4 separate regions of the Sus scrofa genome follow, and all the other regions are linked to region 4. The links are chromatin contacts, called in public HiChIP or PLAC-seq maps. All regions are on one chromosome and are shown on one strand. Each heading gives the region's core, a stretch centred on a gene start, on an enhancer-like site or on the middle of the called end of the contact. The rest is flanking DNA. Distances are from core to core; before and after follow the strand shown.

Region 1 (2,950 bases), core at 258-2,757, 310 kb before region 4:
CCCCTAGCCTGGGAACCTCCATATGCCACGTGTGCAGCCCTAGAAAAGATAAAAAGACAAAAAAAAATGCATATATGTATATGCATAACTGATTCACTTTGCTGTGCACCTGAAACTAATACAACATCGTAAGTCAACTATACCCCAATAAAGTTAAAAAAAAAAACAAAAAACCTTTAGGGGCCCTGATTATAGCAGGGAATACATGGCTTCTCAAAGATTTGACCTTCAGCTTCCTTCTAGGCGCTCTCTCCTCGCTTCCCTCCCTCCTTCACCTACACTCTGCCCCGGAAGGCTGAAGGACTGAATTAGCCACACCCAGAACCATGCTTCAGGCTAACGCTCATCGCCAGCAGTGCCACCCTCCTCCGTGTGTTCCTGGAGACACCCCGACCCCACCTTCTTCACCTGGCAGACATCTCCTTTTCCTTCAAGACAGGCTTTAATCATCACCTCCTGAGAAGTTTAGAAACTTTTCCCAAGTTAAAGTGCAAAGACACTGCTAACACTTCTCAGCTCCATCTCCACTGCTAGACTGTGGCCAGGCTTTTCCTCCCAGCATCCAAAGGAATGGTTCCCGGGATAAAAGATATTAGTTAGACAAATGCCTTTACCAAAACACAACAACATCATAGAAAATTATTCGATTCATATTGAAACTCTGACTAGGAAATAGATGGTAAATATTTATAGTTTCTCTGACTAGAAGCTTCTCCATTGCCTGCACAGGTAGAGTTATAACATAACTTACTCCATTTACACTGTACAAAATAAAATTTCCACTGTGCTTGTGGAAGCTCTACAGTGTTTTTATAGGCCACGCGGTACATATTTTTCTAATTCATGCAACAGGCTAAATACTTGTGCACTTTTAGAAAGTATTTGTTCATTTTCTCGGCTCTCAAAGAGGTTAAAGTCTAGACTAGGTGTTAGAGCTGGGTGATTGCCTTGCAAAAGAAGTTCTCGTCCTGCCTGTACTGTGATCACCAGCTCCAGGGGTCTGGTGAAACCCCCTCACACCTGACCGTGATTCTCAGACTAAACCCAGAGCCCAGGACATGTCCTCTCTGTGTGGGGTCCCGTGATGATGTCCTCATTGTGTGGCAATGGGGCTTCCTTCCCACATTGGACTCCAGGATCCCAGGGCTGACAAATCCCCTAGTTAAATGTACCTTTTTTTTTTTTTTTTTCTTCTTTTCTGTATTAATGCTTTTTTTTTTTTTTTTTTTTTTTTTTGGCCATGCCTGTAGCATGCAAAGATTCCCAGGTCAGGGACCCTTCCCTTCTTAACTCCACTGTATCCATGTCCTTTTGATGTTCTAACAAATGACTACAAACACAACAGCTGAAAACAGCACAAACGTATTTTCTCATAGTTCTGGAGGTCAGAAGTCTGAAATGGGTTTCAGTGGAAGAAAAGCCAGGGGCAGGCAGCCTATGTTCCTATCTGGAGGCTCTGGGGGAGAGTCTGTTTTCTCGTATTTCCAGCTTCTAAAGGCCACACACATTCCTTGGCTCATGGCCATCTTCCGCCACGTCAGTGCCAGCGACTGCAGATTGAAGCCTTCTCACATTGCATTATTCTGAACGTCTCTTCTGCCTCCTTCTTCCAGTTTGAAGGGTTACATTGTGATGCCATTGGCCAACCTGAATAAGGCTTAACAATCTTGCAAGATTCTGAGTGATGGGATGGGGACCTCCTTGCGGGAGCAGTGGTCATTATCTGCCTACAACAGTCACCACTTCCATGGTGATTATCATTTTCACGCAAATGTATATAGTAACCTGATTAGTCTCCATCCTTTATGAATGTAATGAGTATTTATTGATTGCTTTGATTATGAAAATGAGTTAAAATATCTCTGCTCCCAGTCTGATTACAATATACACGGCCAAGCAAATAATTATAAAACCGTGAGAAGAGGGCTGGATCTCTTCACTATTTTCCACCAGCCCTGGCAGGAGCTTAAAAGGATTTCTGCAGATAAAATGTTCAGAGAAGAAAGAAGCCAATGCTCAAGCCACGTCCCTGAATGAGATAGGAGATTGGAACATTAGGGGAAGGTTCCCAAAGGCAGGCTTCTCCAGACAGACTCTTGAAAAACGTGCGGAATTTACCAGATAGAGAACAGAGAGAAAATGATGCTTAACAGAGAGGATAGAGAAATCTCTAGACTGTGAGAAAGCGGGTGGGGTTCGGGGAACTGCAGGTACTTTGGGATCTCCAGAGCAGCGCTGTCCAATAAATCTTACTGCAGAGGTGGAAATATTCTGCATCTGGTGATGCCCATCGGAGCTGCCACTGGACACCTGTGGCTCTGGAGCACTTGAGACAGAGGGACTGGGTTTTTAATTTAATTATTTAATTTAATTGAAATCTAAAGAATGTGCATGTGACTAGTGACTGCCCCACTGTCAGCACAGCTGCAGAGCTCAGAGGGTCTCTAGGGAATGACGAGAGGGGATGGAGTTGGGGCAGTGAGTGGAGGTTAGATTACAGGTGGCCTTTCTTGCTATGCAGGGAAGTATGATTTTAGCTTTTAGAGATGGGGTTTTCAAACAGAGTTCCATGGATACTGCTGGTTCTGTGGATGTGGTTGCTCAGAACGGCTGCCAGGGCTGTCGGGAAAGCTGGGGGAGACCCCAGGAAGGCTGAGTGGGTGCGTGGAGGTCTGTTCCCCCTCCTCCCATTAACCCATCTCACGAGTCTCCTTCAGCTGAGCAGCTCCAGTTTTATCATTTTGTTATGTGGGGGTTTTGTACGATATTATGGGGGGAAATGACTGCTTTAGGGAACGACGAGAAACAGGATGACAGATTTGCATTTCTGATAAATCCCTCGATCTAGAGGTTAGATTTTGATGGTAAAGAAGGTACTGGAGGCAGAGAGAGGGGTTGGAAGTTGATCTTGATAGTCTGGACAAGAGAAGGTGCTGCCTAAACTGAGCAG
Region 2 (3,079 bases), core at 242-2,741, 290 kb after region 4:
TTTGTTCAGAAGCTTTGCACGTTCGACTCTATGTGGTTTGGGGAAGACCGTTCAGCCTGATCCGGGTGTGCTCCGAAGAAAGGAAAGGGAAAGAAAACTCAGCTTTGCGTCTCCCGCTTTTCTGCCCAGCCTATAAAACATCTGTTACTCTCCCTGATTCGAAATGAGGAAATGTAGGTTCAGAGGCGTGAAACACCCGGGGGTTGTGGGGAAATGAACACTGATGACCGAGGTCCTTGGCCACGTCCGTCTTCCTCTCTAGGGAGGGGGCGCCGGCGCTCAGAGCTGCAGCCAGGGACTCTTAGGAGGCCCTGGGGGAGCAGGAGACCTTCCCGTGGTGAACAGTGAATTCAGCCTCGGGAATTAGCGAAAGGCAGCCGTGTCCAATCCCCAGCTGTGTCAGTGTGATTTGTAATAAGAAATACATGTTTTGGAGTTCCCGTCGTGGCGCAGTGGTTAACGAATCCGACTAGGAACCATGAGGTTGTGGGTTCGGTCCCTGCCCTTGCTCAGTGGGTTAATGATCCAGCGTTGCTGTGAGCTGTGGTGTAGGTTGCAGATGCGGCTCGGATCCCGCATTGCTGTGGCTTTGGCGGAGGCCGGTGGCTACAGCTCCGATTAGACCCCTAGCCGGGGAACCTCCATATGCCGCGGGAGCGGCCCAAAGAAATAGCAAAAAGACAAAAAAAAAAAAAAAAAAAAAAAAAAAAGAAATACATGTTTGGTCTTCATCCTGGTTCCTGACACGGAGCCCCGGAAACCCTTGTAACCTCCTACGTGATGAGAGGACCAGAAGCATCTTTTGTTCTAATGGGGTGACTCTGGGTGGGACCTGGTCAGCAGAAAAACCAAGCCATGATTAGAGGCTTGGAAGTTTTAGCTCCCCCACCACTACCTCCCTGGAGAGAGGAGAGGGGCTGGAAATGGAGTTCATGATCCATTGTGTCTATATGAGGAGGCCTCTATAAATGTCCCCCAGAAAGGGTTCAGAGATGCTCCAGGTTGGTGAACACATCCCTGTACCAGGCTGGTGATGCATCCCAACTCCACGGAGACAGAAGCACCTGCATCCAGGACCCTTCCAGAACTCACCCTGTGTACCTCTTTGTCTGGCTGTTCATTTGATCCTTTAATAGACTAGCCAACGTAAGTGAGTGTTTCCCTGAGTTCTATGAGCTGTTCTAGCCAGTAATTGAATCTGTGGGGAAGAAGACCATGTAGGAAGCCAGCTCCGACAGAAGCTGTAGGTAACCTGGGGGACCATCCACTTGCAGTTGGCATCGGAAGTGGGAGGGGAGAAGTCCCTGGGGACTGAGCCCTTAACCTGTGGGATCTGAAGCTTGCCCCAGGTAGGTCATATCAGAATCAAGTTCAATCGTAGGACACCCAACTGGTGTCACAGAAAGTGCTCAGTGGGGGAAACCCCACACATATTTGGTGAGCAGAAGGATCAGAGGTGTTGTGACTGTGGCAGTTGTGTAAAGGAGTGACACACAGGAGGGCAGAGTGGATGGTCAAAGTCACCAGCCCAAGCCAGAGCCCCAGCCATACATTGAACCGTATTGTAACCAACCTTGCTGGGAATCTAGAAACTCTGTATTGCACCAGTTTTAGCTATCTGTGATCTGTTTGCTATTTGTCTTATATATTCGTGATGGGCAATTCATCTTTTAAAAGCAAAAGGGCCCTAGGACTTATCTTTAGAGAGGACCAGGAGAGGAGAGGGGCCTGGCTCTCTGGGGACAGGAAGCCTTGGGAAAGCCGGCTGAGTCACTGGAGGCCACAAGAAAGGAAGAGTGAGGCCCCCAGAGGCGTGTGCTTGACAAGAGGCCATAAGCTGAGTAAGAAGCAGAGAACTGTACAAAGTCCTCTGACAGGTGCAGGGCTGGAGAGGGAGGAACTGGGCTTCACACCTGGGTGGGAACAACTGATCAACCTGTTGAAACCCATTTCCCATAAAGGGAGGGCTGGTGGCTGCCGGGTTGGCTCTGTGAGCCACGTGGGCTGATTGCAAAGGGTGAGGATCGGGCTCATTGAGAGCGTGTTCATTTCAAGGTCACACACAGGGTCTGTGACATCTGATAACGTTGCGGCAACCTGTCCCTGGTTCTCAGGCTCCAAAATCAAGGATTTGTGATTCCCAACTTGGGCAACCGGTTCAAAGGTGAGCCACAGTCAACAAAAGCGCTAGACTTTATTCCGCAGATTAATCTTGTACTCTGTGTGTGTTTATTGCACAAGACACTACATTTGAGGGGGAAAAAAACGTTGGAGGTGCTCCAAGTCCCAACCTGCAGGAATGAATGAGAACTTGGTCCCACAACACCCTGCCTCCCCTCTGTAGTTAACCCCCCTTCATCTACCTTCAATGTCCACGCCATCTTCACGCTTCCTTACACATACCTGGCAAGACCCCATCCTGATTAAACTCAGCCCTCTGTCATTCTGTGCCTGCAACCCTCCAGCTGCACAAGGCTGGAAAAACCACCCCACCACGGTGGCTGGTCTTATCTTAAATTTCTGGCAGCAAATGTCTACCATTCTTCTAGGTCCATCCTAGCCCAAGTGGTTCTGCTGCATTTCCCCAGTCACTCTCACTCCCGTGATTTCCTAGGTGACTGTCATGCACCTCCTCCTCTCTTCAGCCCTCCATCACATTCTCCCTCTTCCTGACTCTCAGCTGAACACTTGATTCCAAGGTCATAATGAAAGCTGAAGCCGCAAGAAGAGAAATTCTGCACCCTGCCACCTCCACATTCACCCATCCACCCCACCTGCCTCTGTGCCCAAACGATCTGCCATCCCTTCTGTAACTGTTGAGGAAGAGCCATGGTCTAATCAAGACCAGCTTGGACACTTCACCCACTCAAGGACAACCTTATCCCACGTCACCCACTCAAGGACAACCTTATCCCACGTCACCCACTCAAGGACAACCTTATCCCACGTCACCCACTCAAGGACAACCTTATCCCACGTCACCCACTCAAGGACAACCTTATCCCCTTGGCCTCAGGAACTATTACTTTCCCTCCATGAAAGGATGTGTCCCACCAACAAACAAACCTGCTGTAGTAGC
Region 3 (3,336 bases), core at 752-3,251, 380 kb before region 4:
AAACCGATGTACTGAATTCGGCACCCTGTTGTAGGATGTGGAGATTGGTACTCTTAAAAAAATCAAAAAAAAAAAAAAAAAAAAGAAAAAAAAAGGGAGTTCCCGTCGTGGCGCAGTGGTTAACGAATCTGACTAGGAACCATGAGGTCGCGGGTTCGGTCCCTGCCCTTGCTCAGTGGGTTAACGATCCGGCGTTGCCGTGAGCTGTGGTGTAGGTTGCAGACGCGGCTCGGATCCCATGTTGCTGTGGCTGTGGCGTAGGCCGGTGGCTACAGTTCCGATTCAGCCCCTAGCCTGGGAACCTCCATATGCCGCGGAAGCGGCCCAAGAGATAGCAACAACAACAAGACAAAAAAGACCAAAAAAAAAAAAAAAAAAATCAAAGAGCTAGTTTTTTGTTTGTTTTGCAGATTGTCTAACCTTTTTTGGTCATCTGACTGTAATCCCATACCTTTATTCTGTATTTTATTGACTCAGTTCTGGCTTGCCAAGAATTTTTGCAGTTCTGCAGAAGTTTTCAAATTTTCTGGAATCACAGAAACAGACAATTCCTCTCCCTCTCTCTGTCTCTAAACACACACACACACACATACACATTTAACTGCTGCAAAAAGAGTAAAACTGACAGGGACATAATGATAAGCCAAATAGAAGTGATTGTGTGGACAGTTCATTTAGTCCACAAATATTTACTAAGCACTTGCTCTGTGCCAGGCACTGTCCTAAATTCTGGAAATATTACAGTGGATTAGACAAACTTTTCCTTTCATAGAGCTGATATCATAGCATCTGTGTAGAGGGGCAGACACGTGGTTACTCTTTCAGGCAACAAGCAGTGCTAAGGAGACAAAGCAGTGTGCAGGGAGAGAGATGCCAGGGAAATGCTGCTGCAGGTAGAGGCGGAGGGAAGGCCTCCCTGAGGGGGTGACAAGTGAGCAAAGGCCTGAGCTGGGTGATCTGGGGAGCCCTGCACCGTCTAAGAAGGGAGAGCAAAGCACAGATGAAAGAGCAAAGGCATGTGGCTGGTGGGGAGGGAGTGAGGGGCCAAGTACTGGCCATGAGCCAGAGGCCATGGCAAGGTGTTTGGATGCACGCTGAGGGAAGGGGAAGCCACCGGAAGGTGTTAAGCAGGGAAAATCTGTAATAATAAAATGTCACCATGAAGGCAGTTGGGCTAGGAACACTTCCATTGTTCCTGGTCTGGGTCCGTGCAAAATGGAAGCCGTTTATCTTCTGCCTCTAAGTGGCGACGTTTGACTCTGCCAGATGGTGCTGCAGATGGGTAGGAGGGACAGGACAGTTTGAAATGGGAGAGAAAGAAACTGAATGAAGAAGAGTATCCTCGAAGCTCCCATCGTGGCTCAGTGGTTGGCGAATCCGACTAGGAACCATGAGGTTGCGGGTTCGATCCCTGGCCTTGCTCCATGGGTTGGGGATCCTGCGTTGCCGTGAACTGTGGTGTAGGTTGCAGACGCGCATTGGATCCTGTGTTGCTGTGGCTCTGGTGTAGGCCAACGGCTACAGCTCTGATTGGACCCCCAGCCTGGGAACCTCCAGATGCCATGGGTACGACCCTAGAAAAGGCAAAAAGACAGGAAAAAAAAAAAAAAGAAGAATATCCTCATGTACATTTAAACAGGAAAAAAATAATAATTCTGCAGCTCAGGATCCTACACGTGTTGTTCGTTAGTCTTGGAAGTTTCTTTTTCGCTCGCTCTCCCTGCCCACACCACCTGCTTTAGGCTTGCATGCCACCTGCTCATGCAAGGAGGCTGACATGGTCCCCCATCTCGACTCAGGCCCCAGTCCTGCTCCAGCTGCACCCTGTGCTCACCCTTCGTGACATCTGTCAAGTTGTAACGAAGAATTTGATGATTTAATTGTTGATCACCTCCTGCCCTTATGGTGGCTTATTTTTACGACATGCCTGTATTAGGCCAAGTTCCGCACTAAAGGCGGTATGAGATAATCCCCTAACCACACTATGTGCTAAGTATGGTTATTACCCCAGCTGCAGAGTAAATTGAGCCAAAGAGAAGGAACTTGCTCCACTTCACTTGGTGAGGAGCCACGTTGAGATTCTAACTCAGCACTTTGACTTCAGAGCCTCTGCCCGTGACAACCACAGCCCTGCATTTATTTGGGACTAGGGACCGCCCATGTGTGCTTAGGTGTTAGGAAGTACTGAATAACTGTTGACTGAAAGAAGTGATTTCTTAGACCCCATCATCATCTGAAATTGATCCATCTCTAAGATTTTGAATTTAGAGCACTCCTTCTCCAGCCCTGCTTTCTAGCCCAGGGTGGGGTAGTGTCAGGGACGCCTGTTGTTCAGGCCCACATGCTTCACCCTGCCTGTTGAGTGAAACACACCGTTCTTGACTCCTTTACCAGCAGGAGAGAAGGGCCAAGTTCACCCTCCACTCAGTGGCGCTCTAGATGCCCTCTCCTTCCTAGAGATTCGAGGTTGGCAGCACCCCCCATTGCTCTCATCATTTGGAAAAACTGGCTTTGTGCTGACCAGGTGCGGGACAGGTGGAACCTCCTCTTCCTCTCCAAGCCTTAATTTCTTCATTTATAAAATGCAGATAATACAGACAAGGTCGCCCATAGCAACAAGGTACCATAGGTAAAGCATTCGGTGCAGTGCCCGGTGCATCGGAAGGGCTCAACACATATTAGTGGTTGTTTATTCCTCAGCTCCCAGGTTACAGAACTTTCTAGAGAATCTCAAAGTATTCCCCCAAACTTAAACTTTCATCTTTAATGGGGAACTGGATGCAAGCCAGCATTCCTTTTTCCATCTTCTTGTTGGCATAGATAATTCATCAGATATCCATTTCTGGCTTACCTTTATCTGCTTCTGCTTCATTCCTCCCCTTTCCCCCTTAGTGTTTCACTATTTTTTAAATATTTCTACTTTTATAGTCTTTCAACAAAGGTTGAGCATCCCAGAAAACATCCTCTATTCTGAGATCTCTCTACCCCTGAACAACAGCAGGCAGCTGAGATTTACCGGAGAAAGCATGGGAGGCAGAATCCCCGCTCCGCCACTTACTGGGTAATTCTCTTCATCTGATGGCATCCTCATTTTAAATGGGGACAGCAAGTCCACCTCACCGGGTGTTATAAAATGAGATGAGATTTTTTTTTCTTTTCCTACGGCCACATTGTGAAATATATGAAGTTCCTGGGCTAGGGGTCGAATCGGAGCTGCAGCTGCCTGCCTACACCACAGCCACAGCATAATGGATCTGAGCCTCATCTATGACCTGCGATGAAGCTTGTGGCAATGCCAGATTCTTAACCCACTGAGCGAGACCAGGGATTGACCTC
Region 4 (2,928 bases), core at 242-2,741:
AGCAAGGGAACCTGTTATTTGTTCTTCCCCTTCCCTCCCCACCCCCCTGTTATAGCAGGAGCCCCAAGAGAGTCTTGCTTGAATTTTCCTGTCCAGCCTCTTACAATTTCTGTTGATGAAGGGAGGCCAAGAACCCAGATCGGTAACAGTAACAGCAGCCAGCCCTCAGAGGGGGTCAGGGATCATTTTTGCCACTGTGTTATGGCCTTCTAGAGAAACCCCATGTACTTGGTCTTAACCTTGAGCCATTAAAAGGACCATTTATGTTCTGCTAGAAACATCACTGGATGAGATTCCCACAGAGCTATTTTCCTTTCCCATTAGGGGAATACTGTGTGTGTGTGATTCCAAATAATAATGTGTCGTTTATAAGGTCTTTATGTTTGCTAGGCTAGGCAATTTATTCATCTTAATCCTAAGCCACAAAGCAATTCTCTCAGGAAGATAAGATTATCTTTATTCCACAGATATGAATAGGCAAAGTTCAAGAACACTTAGCTAGTAAGCACTGTGGCCCTGGCTAAATCAGGCCACCAAATCCCCCCTTGTCCCTTTAGTTTGGCTTCTACCAGGCTGTCCCCTTGGCCCAGGCTCCGTTCATCAGATCCCTTTGTAGCTATTAAGCTATTCTTAGGTCCCCCCTACCCCTCGGTCCTCTCTTTCTCCTCCCCTGAATTTGTAATCAGGTGTCCTGCCTGGAACTGCACCCAACCATTTTTTTTAAACCTAAAAACGAGTTACCATTTAAAAGTTATCATCCACTTCTGCCTGAGCTAAACGTACTTCTGGGGCAGACTCTCCATTTCCTGCTTTCTTCTCTCAGAATCCCACACAGCACGAATATGAAGTCACTTTACACCCGTGGTGGGTGGGGGTGGTGGCAAATTGGGAGGATCCCTACCCTGAAGGCAGGTGCCTTTGGGAAATGAACTTCCTGATCCTAGCGTAATTCGAGCCCGCGTCTCTGTGCCAGCTGCCTGCCAGGCTGGGTTTTAAGCACATTACATGCATGTCTCATATGATCTTCAAATGTATCCTGTGAAGTGAGGATTACCTTTAATCGAATTTTACAGATTAATTACCATAATCTAATTTTAGCGACAACAGTGGTTTTTGAGGGACTTGCTCAAGGCCACTTTGCAGCGAAGGGGAGGATGGAAGGTTCAAAGTCAAGGGCTCTGGAGGCTGAGCCATATATATGTGCGTCAGCAGAAGTCTCCTCTGCACAGATCCAGATCAGCCATGGATGTGCAGGGGCTGTTGGCAGGATGCGGAGTGTTCAGGACATGGAGGCAGCCTGGACTCTGGAAGACAGGCTCCCCAGGCCCTGGGGGAGTCAGGCAGGAAGGCCATTCTGTAAGGGGCTCTGAGGACAAGCCTGGGCTGGTCAGGCTCTCAGAGAAGCCACAGCTCATAGTAACACTGGGAGTTATGCTCTGTGTACTTTCCCTTCAGCCATCCCTGAATTCATAGTAAACCCAGATTTTGAAACTTCCTGGTTTCTGCCATGCTGTGGACTATTAAGAGCAGTGGCGAGCCTGCATTTGGACTGTGAACACGGGCTGTGAGGCCAGCACACATGGGTTTTATCTTGTTAAACGGAAGCTTAAAGAAGAAAGTAAGAGTTCCCGTGGTGGCTCAGTGGGTTAAGAACCCAACATAATGTCCGTGAGGGATGCAGTTTGATCCCTGGACTTGATCACGAGGTTAAGGATCCGGTGTTGCCATGAGCTGTGGTGTAGGTTGCAGAGGCGGCTCGGATCTGGCTTTGCTGTGGCTGTGGCATAGGCTGGCAGTTGTAGCTCCAATTCAGCCCCTAGCCTGGGAACCTCCATATGACATGGGTGCGGCCCTAAAAAGAAAAAAAAATGAGGAAGAAGAGGAGGAGAGAAAAACAGAGGAAATAAAAAAGGAGCTAGGAGTATTTGTTAAAAATACCCTTTGTTTATTAACATTGAACATATGCTACCCTACCAACCTAGCAATTCTATTCCTGGATATTTACGCAGCAGAAATGGGTACCTAGGATCACCCAGAGCCCAGAGTATTTATAGCAGCACTGTTTGTGATAGCCCCACTCTGGGAACTATTCAATGCGCACCAACCATTGCAGGAATAAAGAAATCAGGAATATTCACCTAATGGAATATGATCCAGCAATGAGAATAAACAATTTCCAACTACACACAGCAGCATGACTGAATCTGACACATGTTGTTGGAAAAAGAAGCAAGATATAGGAGCAGGCAGGCTGTATGAGTCCATTTATATAAAGTTCGAAAACAATTTATGCTGGGAAAGGTCAGCAGGGTTCTGGTCTTTGTTGGGGGAGGCGGAAGTTCGGGGGAAAGCAGGAAGGGAGAGTCTGGGTGCGAGTAAATCTCTGTTGCTTGATCAGGTCAGTTGAACATTTGCCGAGTGATATACTTAGACATGTGCACATTTCTGCATGTACATTGCACTTTAATATAGTATTTTTTAATGAGTTCATGTTGTGGAACAGTGGTAATGAACCGGGCTAGTCTCCATGGGGACATGGGTTCGATCCCTGGCTCTGCTCAGTGGGTTAAGGATCTGGCATTGCCATGAGCTGCTGTGTAGGTCGCAGACATGGCTCAGGTTCCTCATTGCTGTGGCTGTGGTGTAGGCCGGCTGTGCTGCAGCTCTGATTTAACCCCTAGCCTGGGAACTTCCATATGCCATGGGTGTGGCCCTTTAAAAAAAATATATATATATATATGGTATTTTATAATAAGAAAAAGATGCCTGATCCCTCAACTAAAGATCAGAATGCCTAGGCAGGGTCATGGCCCTGACACTATCTGCACCCGTGGACAGTAGATGGGATTCTGGTGCCCAGAGCAGGAGGGCAGTCATTTGAATGAAGGCTACTCCTTCTCAGGGTGATCACATAATGCCCTGGGAAAA

The links. HiChIP or PLAC-seq counts read pairs in DNA pulled down with a chosen protein or histone mark.
Region 1: an H3K27ac HiChIP or PLAC-seq map of skeletal muscle shows a contact between it and region 4. The contact joins two enhancer-like sites. A contact is called at or near these places in 1 of 5 promoter capture datasets (liver), 16 of 47 Hi-C or Micro-C datasets (alveolar macrophages, embryonic fibroblasts, epiblast stem cells and 8 more) and 2 of 2 datasets of contacts at active chromatin or transcription factors (alveolar macrophages and skeletal muscle).
Region 2: an H3K27ac HiChIP or PLAC-seq map of alveolar macrophages shows a contact between it and region 4. The contact joins two enhancer-like sites. A contact is called at or near these places in 1 of 47 Hi-C or Micro-C datasets (embryonic fibroblasts) and 1 of 2 datasets of contacts at active chromatin or transcription factors (alveolar macrophages).
Region 3: a contact with region 4 is called in an H3K27ac HiChIP or PLAC-seq map of alveolar macrophages. The contact joins two enhancer-like sites. A contact is called at or near these places in 2 of 47 Hi-C or Micro-C datasets (embryonic fibroblasts and epiblast stem cells) and 2 of 2 datasets of contacts at active chromatin or transcription factors (alveolar macrophages and skeletal muscle).

Annotation. Positions count from the first base shown.
Region 1 is chr1:26,987,663-26,990,612 of Sscrofa11.1, reverse strand. No RefSeq gene overlaps it. Among named protein-coding and RNA genes, the nearest start is that of IFNGR1, 48 kb to the left of the region's middle. Within about 2 kb of position 1,507, at least 18 of the 83 cell types and tissues checked have an H3K27ac peak or open chromatin away from gene starts, as enhancers often do. A contact at or near this core is called in skeletal muscle, where this site is marked.
Region 2 is chr1:26,390,318-26,393,396 of Sscrofa11.1, reverse strand. No RefSeq gene overlaps it. Among named protein-coding and RNA genes, the nearest start is that of PERP, 91 kb to the right of the region's middle. Within about 2 kb of position 1,491, at least 13 of the 83 cell types and tissues checked have an H3K27ac peak or open chromatin away from gene starts, as enhancers often do. A contact at or near this core is called in alveolar macrophages, where this site is marked.
Region 3 is chr1:27,062,261-27,065,596 of Sscrofa11.1, reverse strand. No RefSeq gene overlaps it. Among named protein-coding and RNA genes, the nearest start is that of IL22RA2, 9.6 kb to the left of the region's middle. Within about 2 kb of position 2,001, at least 13 of the 83 cell types and tissues checked have an H3K27ac peak or open chromatin away from gene starts, as enhancers often do. A contact at or near this core is called in alveolar macrophages, where this site is marked.
Region 4 is chr1:26,679,379-26,682,306 of Sscrofa11.1, reverse strand. No RefSeq gene overlaps it. Among named protein-coding and RNA genes, the nearest start is that of OLIG3, 120 kb to the left of the region's middle. Within about 2 kb of position 1,491, at least 8 of the 83 cell types and tissues checked have an H3K27ac peak or open chromatin away from gene starts, as enhancers often do. A contact at or near this core is called in alveolar macrophages and skeletal muscle, where this site is marked.